Linked DNA regions of Mus musculus: all the other regions are linked to region 1. Evidence: chromatin contacts called from public HiChIP or PLAC-seq data. All regions are on one chromosome and are shown on one strand. The core of a region is the stretch at or near the end of the contact, and the rest is flanking DNA. Distances in the headings are between cores, read along the strand shown. Region 1 overlaps Vps13d (vacuolar protein sorting 13D). Region 2 overlaps Tnfrsf8 (tumor necrosis factor receptor superfamily, member 8). Region 3 overlaps Gm36233 (a long non-coding RNA gene).

Region 1 (4,898 bases), core at 964-3,463:
CTCATAAATACGAAAGGAAAGGACAGACACCAAAAAGTGTCCTCTGACCTCTACACACACCCCACCCTTGCACATATAACAACAACAATAACAATAAATAATAATAATAAATTAATTTTTTTAAAAGAGGAGAGAGGAAACGAGTAACATCACTGACTCAACGTAACTGCTCTTGCTTGTCTTGTCTATGAGCCCAGGAAGACCTGCAAGACACATAAGGTCTGTGTGACTCTGTGTGTGTCATTCTTCTTGCTCCTGTGAGTGAGAGACGATACTCTGCTTCAGTGAATTACAAAATAACAATGGGACCTGTAAGTAGCTCAAAAGTAGAGTGTGTGGGGCTGGAGAGATGGCTCAGCAGTTAAGAGCACCAACTGCTCTTCCAAAGGTCCTGAGTTCAATTCCCAGCAACCACATGGTGGCTCACAAGCATCTGTAATGGAATCTAATGACCTGTTCTGGTGTGTCTGAAGATAGTGTACTCTAATAAATAAATAAATAAATAAATAAATAAATAAATAAATAAATCTTTAAAAAAAAAAAAAGGAGTGTGTGTGTTTATCATATGCAAGGGCCTGGATTCAGTCAGCAGCACTACAAAACAGAGAAAAAAGATAAACATAAAAACATATGTGGCCAAGAAAGTGTGCGTTTAGCATCATTAGCCATCATAAAAACACAAACTAGGCCACGGAGATGATTTGGTGGGTAAGAATGCTTGATTTGCAAGCATGAGGATCTGAGTTCAATTCTACAGCACCCACACAGAAAGCCAGACAGGGATGGCTACACTTGCCTATAAGGCCAGCATTGACAGGACAGAGACAGACAGGTCCCAGAACCTTGGTGATCAGACCAGCCTAGTCAAAACAGTAAGCTTGTAGCTCAAGGAGAGACCCTGAGCAATAAGGCAGAAAGCAACAGATGAAGACACCTGATACACTGTTCTGGCCTTCATATTCTACAAACTTGTGTGCATGCCCAAACATAAACCACACTCACCACAGAAAAGGAAAATAAAAAGGAAAGTCAAACAACAATAACTTATCACTATATTAATATGATTACCATCACAGTATTGAGGCCAATGTGAGGAAACCAATTCTTTTTGTAAAAATTTTTTTATTATATATTTTCTTTTTTTACATTTCAAATGTCATCCTTTCCTACTTCCCCCTCCGAAAATCCCCTATTCTCCTCCCTCCCCCCTCCCCCTGTTCCCCAACCCAACCTGGCTCTAGCTATATATGTAGCAGAGGATGGCCTTAGTCAGTCATCAATGGGAGGAGAGGCCTTTGGTCCTATGAAGGCTCTAGGCCCCAGTATAGGGGAATGCCAGGACCAGGAATGAGAGTGGGTGGGAAACCAATTTTTAATATTGATGGCAAAATCATAATATGGGCCAATGAGGTGGCCCAGTGGATAAAGGCACTTGCCACCAAGACTGATGATCTGAGATCCAGCCCCAGGGGTCATGTAGAAGAAGAAAACCAAATTGTGCAAGCTGTCCTCTAACTTCTAAATGTACACGTATACACACACACACACACACACACACACACACACACACTTTAACTTTGTTAAAAAGTGATGGTGGGGTGCTTAGCCCTAAATGGCACAGGTACATTACCCCCTCCAAGGCTCAGCACCATCAAGGAAAAAGAGACAAAAAAGATATAAAACCCAGGACTTGGCTTCTCTACATAAAAGAGTACACATAACTAGCAACACCCCAAGCAGAGGCCTCACCATTCCTGTGATTACACTACAGATTAGTGGCCCACTGAGGAAAGACATTTCTGGGGCCAGCAGAAAGCTAGGCAGGCAAGTGTTCTGGCTACCAAGTCTGATGACCTGAGTTTGATCCCCAGGACCCACAGAATAAAAGAGAACCAAATGCCACAAGGAATCTTCTTACTTCCACATGTGTCCCTATCTCCTCCCCACCCCACCCCACCCCCGCCCACCCCGGTAAATAAATAAATGCAAAAAAATCCTTTGTTGTAGAAAATATGTACACGCCTGCACATAAAGCATTGTGCACATATGCCCAAAAATATTACTACATTATAATAACAACCTTTTTTTCTTAAATGGGTGCCCCCAAGTATACCAATCTTTTCATCCAAGTTATGAAACTAACAACCTCAGGTCATACTTTTGGGAAGCATGACACACACTAAGCACACTTGGTCTGGGTTGCCTTGACACTGCAAGAGAGTCTAGAGTCTGTAAGTATGGTTGCTTTGTGACACTGAATGAGGACTCATCCCCTGATCCCACTCGTAATGGTCAAACAAGTGGCCACTGCACGACAGCCCATTAAACTCAGCAAGATACATCAGTGGGAGGTCACAGTTCACACACTAGGCAGTGGGGACCCCACCTCTCTCATTTTGCAGATGAAAAAACTATGACCAGAGAGGTTAGACGATTTGCCCTGAAACCAGTCATTCAGACCTATGTAACCTGGCTTCTGAGGTAAGAAATCCTTTAGCAAGTGCGATTCCAACATTCAAAAAGAAAGTGTGGTAAGTAAGGGGAGGGGGAGTGAAAAGGAAAACGCCTACTCACACCAGCTAAAGCAAGAAAGACCTGTGTCGACCTCACAGGCCAGAACTTGCTTTTCAGTTTTTCCCTTTGGCAACAACCTCTAAAAAGGCACACCTGAACAGCCAGCCCCCAACACTGCACCAGCTAAACCCACAAGAAACGAGCAACTCAGAAGCGAAAACACATCGAAACCTCAGAAACCCTTAATGCGCCCTCATAAAGGTGACAGGACTCACCTCGATATTCTCCACGATTCTCGTGACAACTGATGCAGTGACTGAATACCAATATGGTTCTCCCTTCTGCTGCCGCCGCTCACTCTGCAAGGGAAAGAGCCAGTGTCAGCAGAGGCCAGTGCTTCACCGTTGGGGATGTCACAGGAGCCCCTAAAGCACAGAGGCTCTATGCCTTGCCTTCCATCTCTCCTCCAGGGCCTGAAGCAGCGCTTTCTTACGCTCCCTCTCCAGTAGCTTCTCCTTCTCATCATTGAAGTCCTGGATTTTCTCAGGGCCACCGATTACGTGGAGGCCAGAGATGGAGATCACCCAAGGGTCCACATGGGGGCGGTAAAAAGGAATCTGGAGGGTCACTTTCCCAATCAAGCCTGGAAGGAGAAGGATCCTCTCATCAGACACCTGCACATTTCTCAGCTTTCTCAAAGTATTTCTACCTCCCCGTAAGGCACACAGATTGCTTTTACCATTATTTATTTTGTTAAAAAATCAAAAACTGACAAGTGTGGTGGTGCATTTAGGAAATGCTGAAGAGACAGAGACAGGAGGATCCCCAGTCCAAGGCCAGCAGGAGCAATACCTTGGAGTATGACATTTAGCTCTGGTAGAACTTGGAAGTGCAAAGCCCTGGATCCCATCCCCAGTACCAGAAGGAAGAAAAAAAAAAAAGAACAATCACAAAACAGCAAGCCAGGTATGGTGGTGCATGTCTCTAATCCCAGCACTAAGGTGGCTAAGGCAGGGATGGCAAGTTAAAGCCAGCCTGGATCACAAACCGAGTTGAAAGCTATCCATTCAGGTTCCTACATATGTGAAACAAGTGTTAGGGTAGATCTGTAAGAGCCACTTTAAAATAAAGTACTTAATTAAATAGAACCAATGTATTGGTTTGTTTATGCTCAACCCAGGGAGTGGCAGGCACAATTAGAAGGTGTAGCCCTGTTGGAGTAGGTATGTCTTTGTGCGTATGGGTTTTGAAACTCTCATCCTAGCTGTCTGGAAGCCAGTATTCTGCTAACAGCCTTCAGATAAAGATGTAGAACTCTCAGCTCCTCTTGCACCATGCCTGCCTAAACACTGCCATGCTCCTGCCTTGATGATAATGGACTGAACCTTGAAACCTGTAAGCCAGCCCCAATTAAATGTTGTCCTGATAAGAGCTGCCTTGGTCATAATGTCTGTTCACAGCAGTAAAACCATAACCAAGACAACCAGATACAATGAATTAAACTGGAAAATACCCAGTGAGATTTTTCATATCAAATATGGATTACCTATTATGGAAACACTCTTCCAACTGGACCACATCTTGAATTTCTAAGAGGTATCTTTCTTCCTACCGTACTCACCTACACAGACCCTGGTCACAGAACTCATCACTTAATAATTGGCTGGTTGATGAGTATTTGTTAGGAGTTTTCGCGCTTACATATCTACCAAACATACCCACTGTAAACTAAAATGGACAACACAGTATATGGATAAAGAAACCTAATGCTCACAAGAACTTGGGCTCAGAGCTACCTCGCCTGTAGGTAGCTTCCCTACTTACTTCCCAACTTCTTCCATTTTAGCCAAGCCCTTAAACTCTGTGTAATAAAAGACATCTCACTGAACATGGTATCACATGCCTTTAATCCCAGCACTTGGGAGGCAGAGATAGGAAGATCTCTGTGAGTTTGAAGCCAGCCTGGTAACATAATGTATTTCAAGCCAGCCTAATCTATATAGTGAGCACCAGGCTAGCCAGGGCTACATAGTGAGACAGAGTCTCACAAAAAGCAAGGTAACAGTAGAGCATTGAGAACAGTGTTTTCCTTTGTGTGTGGCTCTGAGGAAAGACCCAAGGCCCTCATATATCCATGCTTGCTCAGCACGTCCTCTACACTGGGCTATAGCCCCTGTCTTCATAGTGGTATTTCTAATGATAAAATATTAAATGACTGACTGTCTAGTCCAAGAGCAAATTAAGAATATGGGTGACTGAGAATGAAGCTCAGTGATAGAATACTTGTTCTGAATGTACAAGGCTCTAGGTTCAATTAGCACCATAGGGGCAGGAGAAAATTTTTATTATTTTACAAAAAAAAAATCATGAAAAATTAGTTTTCT
Region 2 (4,898 bases), core at 1,437-3,936, 120 kb after region 1:
TCCAGCAAGACTGATGTTTTAACTGTACAGGCAGGAGAGCCATCAGTGGTTGCCACGGTGAGGAGGATGGAAAGATAAACTATAGAAGCATGAGGAGTTTTAGGAAGTGCACTGTATGTTCTGGGCACAGATACACCGTCTATGGTCAAATCCCATATGATGGGCATCCCAGCTGAATCACGATGAGGCAGGAACTCAGCAATACATAGCCACACTAGCTCATCTTCTGTATTGGAGTCTGACTACTAAATGGTCTCCTCTGAGGGAGATGGCTGTGGGATAAACCACTTTCTGTGAAAGCATAGGACTTGAGCTTCATCTCCAGAACCCATGCTTAAAAAGATGGGGGTGGGGTTTGGAGAGATGGCTCAGTAGCTAAGAGTATTGCTTGCCTTGCATGATCAAAGTCCTGAGTACTATCCTCAGCATTGCATAAACTAGGCATTGCAGTGCACACCTGTGATCCCAGTACCCAGGACATGGAGACAGAAGGACGCATGCGCGCACACACACACACTCACAATTAGGAAGAAAATACAATCTTTAGAAAAATCTTTGCATGCAATAAACAAAATACACATTATAAAAAAGGCACTGAAAGCTTTGATAAAATATGATTATTAGGTTTTGAGAACAATCTCAACATGTCTTTCAACCTAACCATCCACACAAAACCAAAAGAAAATGCCAGACACTATCACTAAGCACAAGCAATTAATATTAGAAGAACCTATTTCAAGAACTCTCCTGGAAGCATCACCTTCTTTGTTAGAAAGAATGCAGCTCTTGATGCCAGGGCACTGCTCGGACTGCTCCAGGAAGGCCCTTCACATTATGAATCCTCAGATTCTTCACTATAGAAATGGGTTGAGAAAAGGGTCCTTCATGGGGGCATTGTGATGATGCCCGTTCTCCCTCCAGGGAGCACACTGCATCTTTCTGAAAAGTATGGATGCAAAAGATGGCTGCTGATATCAATCTTCAAATCCAGATAGGTAAATAGAAGCACCAGGAGATCAGATCTTGATACTTCCTGCCTCTCAGATTCTGCGCATCCCCCACCCCTGGAGAGACACGTTCCAGGGAGAGAGAATAGGTTCTCACCTGGCAAACAGGTCACGCAGGCTGTGCACTTCCCGTCTTCATTGACGTAGTAGTCAGGTGCACACTGCTTCCTGCAGTGGGCAGGACCCCGTGGGCATGGCTGTGTCGGAGACAACCCTGGGGAAAGCAGCAGGGAAGTTCTAGGCTAGGTTGTCTTGGTAACAGGCTGGCCTTCCACCCTCCATTTCTCATACCTAAATCCCATTCATCTCTGCTTTAAGCGGTTGCATCAGATAATGCTTGTGTTACAGACGGAGGCATGGACCTCGATGGAGGTCACTGGGAACAAATAGGCAGCCCAAGAATGGGGAAGATCTGGCATTCCTGGCCTGCCAACTGACAATCCGTGACCATGGACAATTGCAGCGACCTCACTCATAGTGACAATATGATCTGTTTCTCCTAGAGTGGACAAGGGTGAAGCGTCGGTGAAGTTCAGCAAGTATAGTCTGAGTGCTGGCTGTCACTCTCAGCAGAGGTCCTGATTCTCTGAGGGAACTGGGGGGACTATGGGGAGTTAAGGCCATGAAGATACTGATTCAAGCTGACTGAGAGGCCCTGGAACCACCCAGCAATCTTCCTCCCAAACTTAGAGGACAGGAGATGCAGGATGATGACGGAGGCAAAGGGTACATGATATCTGCCAGGTTCTATCTGTTCTGCCAGAGCCTGTCATGTTTGTTCAGTCACGTATGTTTCCCACTGCTTCACCACAGGTTAAGCACATGACCGAGGTGGGCTAATCAGAACATTTCATTTTTCTCCATCATCGCCTCAGAATAGGCATGTGACTCCAACAGACCAATCAGAACGTGTTATCTTTCTCACCATTGTGATTGGCTCAACATGGGCACATGACCATCAGACCACCAACCGATAAGCCCCATCCCTTGAGCGTTTTTCAAGATGGATGGTCTGGCTTTTTCTACTGAATTTCTGGTTAAAATTGATGAAATCTGGCTTGGTGGCATATTCCTTTCGTCACGACTGGGGAGTTAAATTTCAGTATCTAAATTTATCTACCTGAAATACTCCCACACTCTTCAGGATGGCTATCTCTGTTTACAGCAATCATTGAGTCTCCTGTTGCAGGGCCTGGATCATATTTGGTGAACCTATGTTCTTCTGACTCATGAATAGAAGCTGGAGAGACACCAGGGCCTTCACCATCCCAACCCTGAACAAGGCCTGGGGTCCAGAACACCAAGGAAGGCTGAAGGAGCTCAGGGTTGAGCTCAGGTGATTGTGGACCGTGTTCAAGTTCCTTCTCTGGCTTCCTATGAGGTTTATGTGCTACTGTGGGGAAAGAGCCAGGCCTCCTTTGTAGTGGCCTGAATCATAAGTGCTGTTGGTCATTTTATGAGGCAGGCAGTGAGTTGTCACCACAGGTATGTCAGCAGAGAACTGGGAAGTGACTGTCAGCAGGTGGCAAGGCACCCCTCCTAGGTGAGGACAGACAGGAGAAGACCTCTCAGCCTCTCAAATTCAAAGGTTTTCCAGCTTCCTCTACCAGCCCACCCACGTGCAAACCCTGCCACATAGTTGAGCGCTGATTTGAGAGGGCGGGCAAAATGTCAGAAATTTCCCCAAAACACGGAAGAAGGGGTTTTTCTGGTTTTCCTCTGTGGCTTGTCCGGAAGCACAGGGTCAATAAAACTCCAGCAAAACGCCCCGCCCACCACAAAGACCTGAGGTGCTCAGCCACTTTCAGCACTGAGCCTTAGAGGAAGTGAGAGGAGGGACCAGCCCCTGTCTGTAAGTCCCAGCTGTTAAGTGGAGAAAGCCTAAGACCTGGGGGTCATGCTCACAAGTGTCTTTCTCTCTCTGACTGGAACTGTGGCTTCAGAACGTCATGGCACTGTGGCCACACCTCTCTGTGGACAGAAGGGCAAAAACCGACCAGAACAGAAATGCAGGAAGCCAGTCCCTTGCAGCAAAGGAAGGCTCGTAGAGGTAGTGTCTCAGAGCTGCAATAGGATGGAGATAGCAGAAAGGGACACGCAGGGGTAAAGGAAACAGACAGCACCAAAGGACCAGAGGCCTGAAAAAAAAAAAAAAAAAAAAAAAAAAAAAAAAAAAAAAAACGGGAGGAGCTGGAAGAAATGACCTCTTCCAAGAGTGATCTTGCCATTGGATTGAAGGGTGGGTGGGTGGGTGGGTGGAGGGAATAGATGAGGAGCAGGACTAGATGAGAGGATGGGGAGGTGGGAGGAGACCACTGTGGACTAGAATTGCTCACACGCCCCACTCCCCACCCCCAATTATAATGAAACCCTTAACTTTAATTTGGAGAGACAGAGGTTTGGGAGCTCACTAAGGATAAAGGAGCCCACCAGAAGCCCTAAACCCATGGGATGAGTGGGTCTCTATGAAAAAGGAGTACACACCATGGAAAGGTGGTACGGTCAGACTGTAAGCCAGGAAGAGCTCTGGACAGAAACCTAATCAGGACAGAACCTTGTCCTTGGGTCCTCCAGTTTCTAACTAGGGGAAAGCAATGGTCTGCAGGACCCCAAAGAGGAATAGGGAAGAGAATGAGCTGGATTGGGAGGCAAGTAGGGGGCAGGAAGGAACCCAAAAGAAGCTGGGTATGGTAGCACAGGCCTGTAATTAATCCCAGCACTGGGAGAGGGCAAGAAGCAAGAGGATCAGGAGTTCAAGGCCAGCATCCGCTGCCACAAAGTTCAAAGGCAGCTTAGGCTACATGGGATTCTGTCAAGCTGTCATCAAAGGATCATCACAGGAACATTTAATTTTGTTCTTGTTGTTTGGCTGTTTTGTTTTGTTTTGTTTTGGGAGACAGGGTTTCTCTGTGTAGCCCTGGCTGTCCTGGAACTCACTCTGTAGATCAGGCTGGCTTCAAGCTCACAGAAATCCACTTGGCTCTGGCTGGGATTAAAGGCTTGCTCCACCACCACCCAGCTCAAATAGTTTTCTTTATGTATATGTGTGTTTATGAGTGTATGTCGTGTGTGTGTGTGTGTGTGTGTGTGTGTGTGTGTGTGTGTGTGTGTGTGTGTGTGTATGTGTGTCCTCAGAGGTGTCAGATCCCCTGGAGCTGAAGTTCACAGGCAGTTGTGAACTGCCTAATGAGGTTGTTGGGAACTGAACCTGGGTTCTTTGGAAGAATAGGAAGTGCTCTTAACCACTGAGCCATCTCTCAAGGTCCACAGAAATATTTTTAAATCATTTTTGGGAATAGACGTTATTAAGTTCTTTCTCAGATACATCATCTGGTAACCCGTGCAAGACTGCTCCATCAGAGAACACAGGGCTAAGCAGTTGTCCAAGCATCTCACCTAGCTATAGTCACATCCTCTATGACCTTGTACAGTACTACCTGCACCCACCTCCAGACATTGTGCCTGGGAAGCATTAATATTGGGTACATGGGCCTACTACTTCTCACCCACAGGAAGCCCTCCAGACATGGTGACCTACCTCTGATGCTGTCCTAAAAGCAGGGGCCAGATACACTGAGCCAGTGACAGAGACTTCCTCCCACCCTCAACTGTCATAGCTAATGTTTCTTTCAAGCAGACGTCTATTCCCGGATCTCAGAGACAGCACCACAGCTGCATCTCCTACCCCAGCCACCAATGAACCCCCGGCATGTGCTTGAGACTTTTGATCATAGTCACAGGGGATCAAAAAGGCTCATAACCCCTTTTCTAATCTTCAGGCCTGAAGATTGTTCCAGATGGATTTCCTGAAATTCTTCTAGAACTCACACTGTACTAGGGGTGGGGGAGCATTCCAGGAAGCCAGCAGTGGTTAGGCAAGCTCTGTCCCAC
Region 3 (4,898 bases), core at 705-3,204, 77 kb after region 1:
TTTTCACCCATACAACCCAAACAGCAGGAGCATGGTCTTGCCTGTAGACAGCGCTGTCTTTGAGACAGGAACATTCACTCGTTGCTGAGTTCGGTTCTAACTTATTTCCCTTTCACTTGCTGTGTGGAGTTGTGTACTTGCCCCAAGGTCTATCCCTTTCCCCACCCTGTTCCTCTTTTGTGGATATTTGGGGAATATCCCCAATGCTCCATCTCTTGTGTTGCCAAACACAGTCTTGTCAAAGGCACAGAAGACAGTTTCCCTAGGTGGTGAACCTAGATAGAGAGTAGGGCTGCTGGAGAGAGGTGGTGTGCGTTTTTTCATTTTCACCGGGTCCTGTACAGCGAACTCTAGACTCGCAGGGCCACATCTGCAGTGTCGTTTCATTTCTGCATTTCCTCTTATAACTATTCTTTTCTCCTTTCCCCCTTCTCTTTTAAATTTTTAAAAATTTCGTTTTTTTTAATGTATTCTTTATCTTTATTTCATGTTCATTGGTGTTTTGCCTGAATTTATGTCTGTGTGAGGGTGTAGGATCCCCTGCAACTAGAGTTACAGACAGTTGTGAGCTGCCGTGTGGATGCTGGGAATTGAACAAATTGAACTCAGGACCTCTGGAAGAGCAGCCAGCACTCTTAACGGCTAAGCCATTTCTCCAGTCTTTAAGCTTCCTTTTTGGGACAATGTCTTATGCAGCCCAGGCTGGCCTGAAGCTTATTGTATAGCTAAGGATGACCTTGGAATCCCATGCTTCTGCCTCCGCTCCTTGGTGCTGGGATTATAGGTGCTTACCAGGTGTCCATTCATACCATGTTAGGGATGGGAGCCAGGACTACATGAGTGCTGGCATGCCTGATATCACTAAGTTATATCTCCACTCTCTCTCTGTCTCTGTCTCTCTATTTATTTATCTATTCATTCATTCATTCATTCATTCATTCATTCATTCATTCATTCATTCATTCATTTATTTTTCTGGTGCTTGGACTAGACCCAGGCTCTGTAAACTCAAGGAAAGGACCTGAGTCACACCTCCAGCTCTCCCTCCTTTATCAATTCTGCATCACTCCAGAATGCTCTCAATTCTGCATCACTTCCTGGCTCCCCTCTCCAGCCTGGCCTCTCTCACCTGACTTCTAAGACAGCCCTTCCCAGGACCAGCCTTCCTGCCCTCACTCCTCTAACTCCACACCCATTTCTTTCTCCCCATCTTTTCTGGGTCTCTACAAACCACCTATGCCCTCTGCCCCTCCACATCTTGCTTGTCTCTCCCTCTGTCTACGAGGGACACAGGGAGATGGTGGTCCCATCCGTGGGCCATAGGTTTCCAGGTACAGACTCTAAGACAAGCAATGGCTACCCCCACCCTTACATACTATCGATTCTGGCCTCAGTTTCCCTGCCTTACTCTATAAATGGCCTCACTGCCCTCTGGTGTGTTTTCTTGTGTTCCTAAATCTGTGGCTGGTCTGAGCACAATTTCTTTCATATTCTCTTGATCACTTGCTCATTGAATCTCAGGTCTAGAGGGTAGAATGAATTGTATTATTTGGGTCTTGCCAAGCAATGCTCTTCCTACCCTCTCTCCCCTATTTCTCTTTTTGACTCTCTCTGCCTCTCTGTGTGTTTAACTTGAGCTCCAGGCTCCTCCATGTTAAATATGCACTCTACCACTGAGCTATGGTAAATATGTTAAATATGCACTCCCCCCAAGTCTATTTTCTCTCAAACCCTGTTCCCCATCCCACCCCAAATAGGATCCTTACTGCTGCAATCTATACGTTCTTGTAAGTAAATCAGGTGTGGCTTATGGGTGTTTCAGTGTCTCAGGAGTAGGCTGTGGATCACAAGCTACTGGGTACATGTGTATTTATTTCCCTAACACTGCCCGATTCCTCTGTGCCGCCCACGCAGTCACACCCTACCAGCAGGGCCAGAGAGTTCCTATTTTGGCACGTTTTCCCCTGAACTCCCCACTAGCCAGCTTTCTGACTCGGGCCAGTGCGGTGGGTGTGGAGTGGAACCGGCTGGTACCTCATTTGCATTTCTCTGAAGTTCGTGGGTCTAAGCACCTCTTCGCTGCTGCTGAGTCATTCGGGTTTCCCCTTCTGTGAACTGCTTTTCAACATCCTTTCATCCGATCGTTATTATTTCCTGTCTTCTTGTAGAGCTGCTCTAATTCTTTGTATCTTCTAGATATTTATCCCTCGTCATTTTTCAGATATCATAAAGACCTCCTCCATTCTGGTATATGGTTGCTGTCTTTATTCGGGCTTTCCCCTCATTGTTTAAACATTCCTTAATTGGACCGCTCCAGAAGTAAAAGGTTTGTGCCACTAAGCCTCACAGTCTAAATTGGATCGCCAGGAATCACGGTGTGGAAAGACTGTGATTCTAAAACTCCTGAAAGTTGTTCATGTACATGTCTCCTTACTCCCCACCCCAACACATACACCAGTCTAAATCATACATACATACATACATACATACATACATACATACATACATACATGTAATTTTAAAAAACATTTTTAAAGGTCTATTTAAAAAGTCCCTGGTTGACTGGTCTACAAATACAAAGTGAGTTCCAGGACAGCCAGAGGTAGACAGAGAAATCATGTCTCAAAAAACCAAAAAAAAAAAAAAAAAAAGTCGATTGTTGGTGTGTGTGTGTGTGTATACATGCATGTGTGCGTGTGTTTTATTTTGTGCATTTTGTGTGTGTGTGTGTATACATGCATGTGTGTGTGTGTGTGTTTTATTTTGTGCATTTTGTGTGTGTGTGTGTATACATGCATGTGTGTGTGTGTGTTTTATTTTGTGCATTTTGTGTGTGTGTGTGTTGTTTTTTGAGACAGGGTTTCCTTGTGTAGCCCTGACTGTCCTAGAACTCGCTCTGTGGACCTCGCTGGCCTCCAACTCAAAGAGCTACCTGCCTCTGACTCCTGAGTGCTAGGGTTAAACGCTTGCACCACCATGGCCAGGCGAAAAAACAAAAACAAAAATAAAAACAAACAAAACAAAACAAAAAAACCAATTCCTTAATTTTAATGTAACAAAAATCCATCAATATTCTCCATTAGATCATAGTTGAAAGGACCTTCCTTACATGGAGGTCATGAAGATGCTTTTGTTTTTCTTTTCTGTTTGTTGGCTTAATAATTCTAGCTGGGCCAATCAAAGATCTGAAGTACATGCAATATATATGGTGTAAAGACCCAATTTTATTTCCAATTTTTACCCAATTTCTGTCTGCCTGCCTTTCTTATACTGCCAAACAAGCACTCCATTCTTCCATCATTTGTTGCAAGTATGTGGGTCAGTTGCTAGAAGAGCTCGTCTCCTCTTTCAGTCTTGTTATTTCTAGACCTGTTCCACATTGTTGTTGGTAGACCCTCGAAGAATGTTTAGTAGACACGGTGAATTCTCTTTGTTTGCTACTCTTTTTCATAATTGGCTTAAGGGAAGATTGCCTCCCCAGCAAAATAATAATAATAATGATAATAGCTGATGAGAGGGCTTACTTCGTAAGAGTGCTTGCTGCACAAGCATGAAGACTTGAGTTCAAGTCTCCAGCACCTACATAAGAAAACAGGTTTGGTCATACATTCTGGTAACCCTGGTGCTGTACATAGCCGAGACATTAGTAGTTCTTAGGCTTGCTGGCTGCCAACCTAGCTACAGATTTGGTGAGAGATCCTGTCTCAAGGGAAGAAGGCAGAGAGTGACAAAGCAGGACACCTTATGTCTTCATCTGTCACCTGTACGTGCACACACGGATGTATGCTCCATCGCCCTTTCAATGCCCCCCCCAACAATTTCCCAAACACCAGCTGAGGGTTCCTGGCTAGTGAAATGATTCTGCATGTAAAGGCACTTTCTGCCATACTCTGCCATACCTAATGACCTGAGATCGTTCCCCAGGAAGTACACTGTGGATTGAAAGAACCAGTTCTATAAAGAGCTGAGAGAGAGAGAGAGAGAGAGAGAGAGAGAGAGAGAGAGAGAGAGAGAGAGAGAGAGAATAAATAAATGTAGAAATATCTGAATGAAGATTTCACTGAACTGACAGGTGAGTTTGGGGGAGAACAGATTTACTCCGTCCATGAGCACAGTTCACCCATGTGCGCCCTTCATATCTTCCCACGGTTTTCTTTTCTATCAGACCATTTGGATGTGGCTGGGGCCAAATGATCACACGTCCTCCAGACAAATCCTTTTACATCCAGGTTCCCAGGTGATACCTGCAGCAACTCCAGAACGACCAAATGGCAGGGCTTTATAATCTGATCATTTATTTTAATCAACTCCCATGAGCCCTCACAAGCAGTCAAGCATGGGCACCTGACACAGAGAAAATCTCATTATAATCACAAGTCTGTGCAGTATAGTTTGCCAGGCAGTGGCTGCATCTTATTTTGCACCAGGCATTCCAAACAGGCTCTAGTTCACAAGCAGAGAACTTAAGGGTCTTCAGAACACGTGACCTTATGGGATATAGAACATATGGGATGCGGAACTCAGCCATCGGAGCAAAATAGCCACCATCTTCATCAAATTAGCCATCTGTCTTGTTGACTGTGGACATCCCTTCATAGACAGAGAGAGTGAGAAGGATCACTGGACTCTCATTTGAGTTTCCAGCCACCAAATTCTGCCATAACTTCCTGTGCCTGTGGTCTCAGGAGATGATGGAGTACACAGATTGGAGGATGTTAATAAAGAGAGGCTGTATGTATGGCTTACAGAGAAGCCACCATCCATGTAGCTCTTCCCTCTGTGGCTTATAGAGTAACCATCATCATTGTGGTGTCAACGTTTCCAGTGTGGAAGTTTTGTGGTCATCCAGGCTCCTGTAAGCAGCCCCTCATTCACTCTAGTAAGGAAGCCCAATAAAC

What was found. HiChIP or PLAC-seq counts read pairs in DNA pulled down with a chosen protein or histone mark.
Region 2: a BATF HiChIP or PLAC-seq map of CD8 T cells shows a contact between it and region 1, with 6 read pairs. The contact joins two enhancer-like sites. A contact is called at or near these places in 6 of 39 promoter capture datasets (the C10 cell line, the HPC-7 cell line, cranial neural crest and 3 more), 3 of 15 datasets of contacts at CTCF or cohesin (CD8 T cells, embryonic stem cells and large pre-B cells), 13 of 484 Hi-C or Micro-C datasets (ECoMG myeloid progenitors, the MNK3 cell line, Th1 cells and 5 more), 8 of 115 datasets of contacts at active chromatin or transcription factors (CD8 T cells, the HPC-7 cell line, T-cell acute lymphoblastic leukemia and 3 more) and 4 of 9 other capture datasets (adipose tissue, liver, macrophages and 1 more).
Region 3: a BATF HiChIP or PLAC-seq map of CD8 T cells shows a contact between it and region 1, with 5 read pairs. The contact joins two enhancer-like sites. A contact is called at or near these places in 3 of 39 promoter capture datasets (the C10 cell line, liver and pre-B cells), 4 of 115 datasets of contacts at active chromatin or transcription factors (CD8 T cells, bone marrow-derived macrophages and embryonic stem cells) and 2 of 9 other capture datasets (adipose tissue and liver).

Annotation. Positions count from the first base shown.
Region 1 is chr4:145,175,223-145,180,120 of GRCm38.p6, forward strand. Vps13d (vacuolar protein sorting 13D) reads right to left here. Exons shown (of 70, transcript NM_001276465.1): 4 at 2,967-3,157; 5 at 2,790-2,873. Among named protein-coding and RNA genes, the nearest start is that of Vps13d, 17 kb to the right of the region's middle. Within about 2 kb of position 2,214, at least 19 of the 459 cell types and tissues checked have an H3K27ac peak or open chromatin away from gene starts, as enhancers often do. A contact at or near this core is called in CD8 T cells and Th1 cells, where this site is marked.
Region 2 is chr4:145,297,630-145,302,527 of GRCm38.p6, forward strand. Tnfrsf8 (tumor necrosis factor receptor superfamily, member 8) reads right to left here. Exons shown (of 13, transcript NM_009401.3): 3 at 1,105-1,221. Among named protein-coding and RNA genes, the nearest start is that of Tnfrsf8, 15 kb to the right of the region's middle. Within about 2 kb of position 2,687, at least 89 of the 459 cell types and tissues checked have an H3K27ac peak or open chromatin away from gene starts, as enhancers often do. A contact at or near this core is called in CD8 T cells and Th1 cells, where this site is marked.
Region 3 is chr4:145,252,602-145,257,499 of GRCm38.p6, forward strand. All of the region lies in intron 2 of Gm36233 (a long non-coding RNA gene), which reads right to left. Among named protein-coding and RNA genes, the nearest start is that of Tnfrsf1b, 8.2 kb to the left of the region's middle. Within about 2 kb of position 1,955, at least 139 of the 459 cell types and tissues checked have an H3K27ac peak or open chromatin away from gene starts, as enhancers often do. A contact at or near this core is called in CD8 T cells, where this site is marked.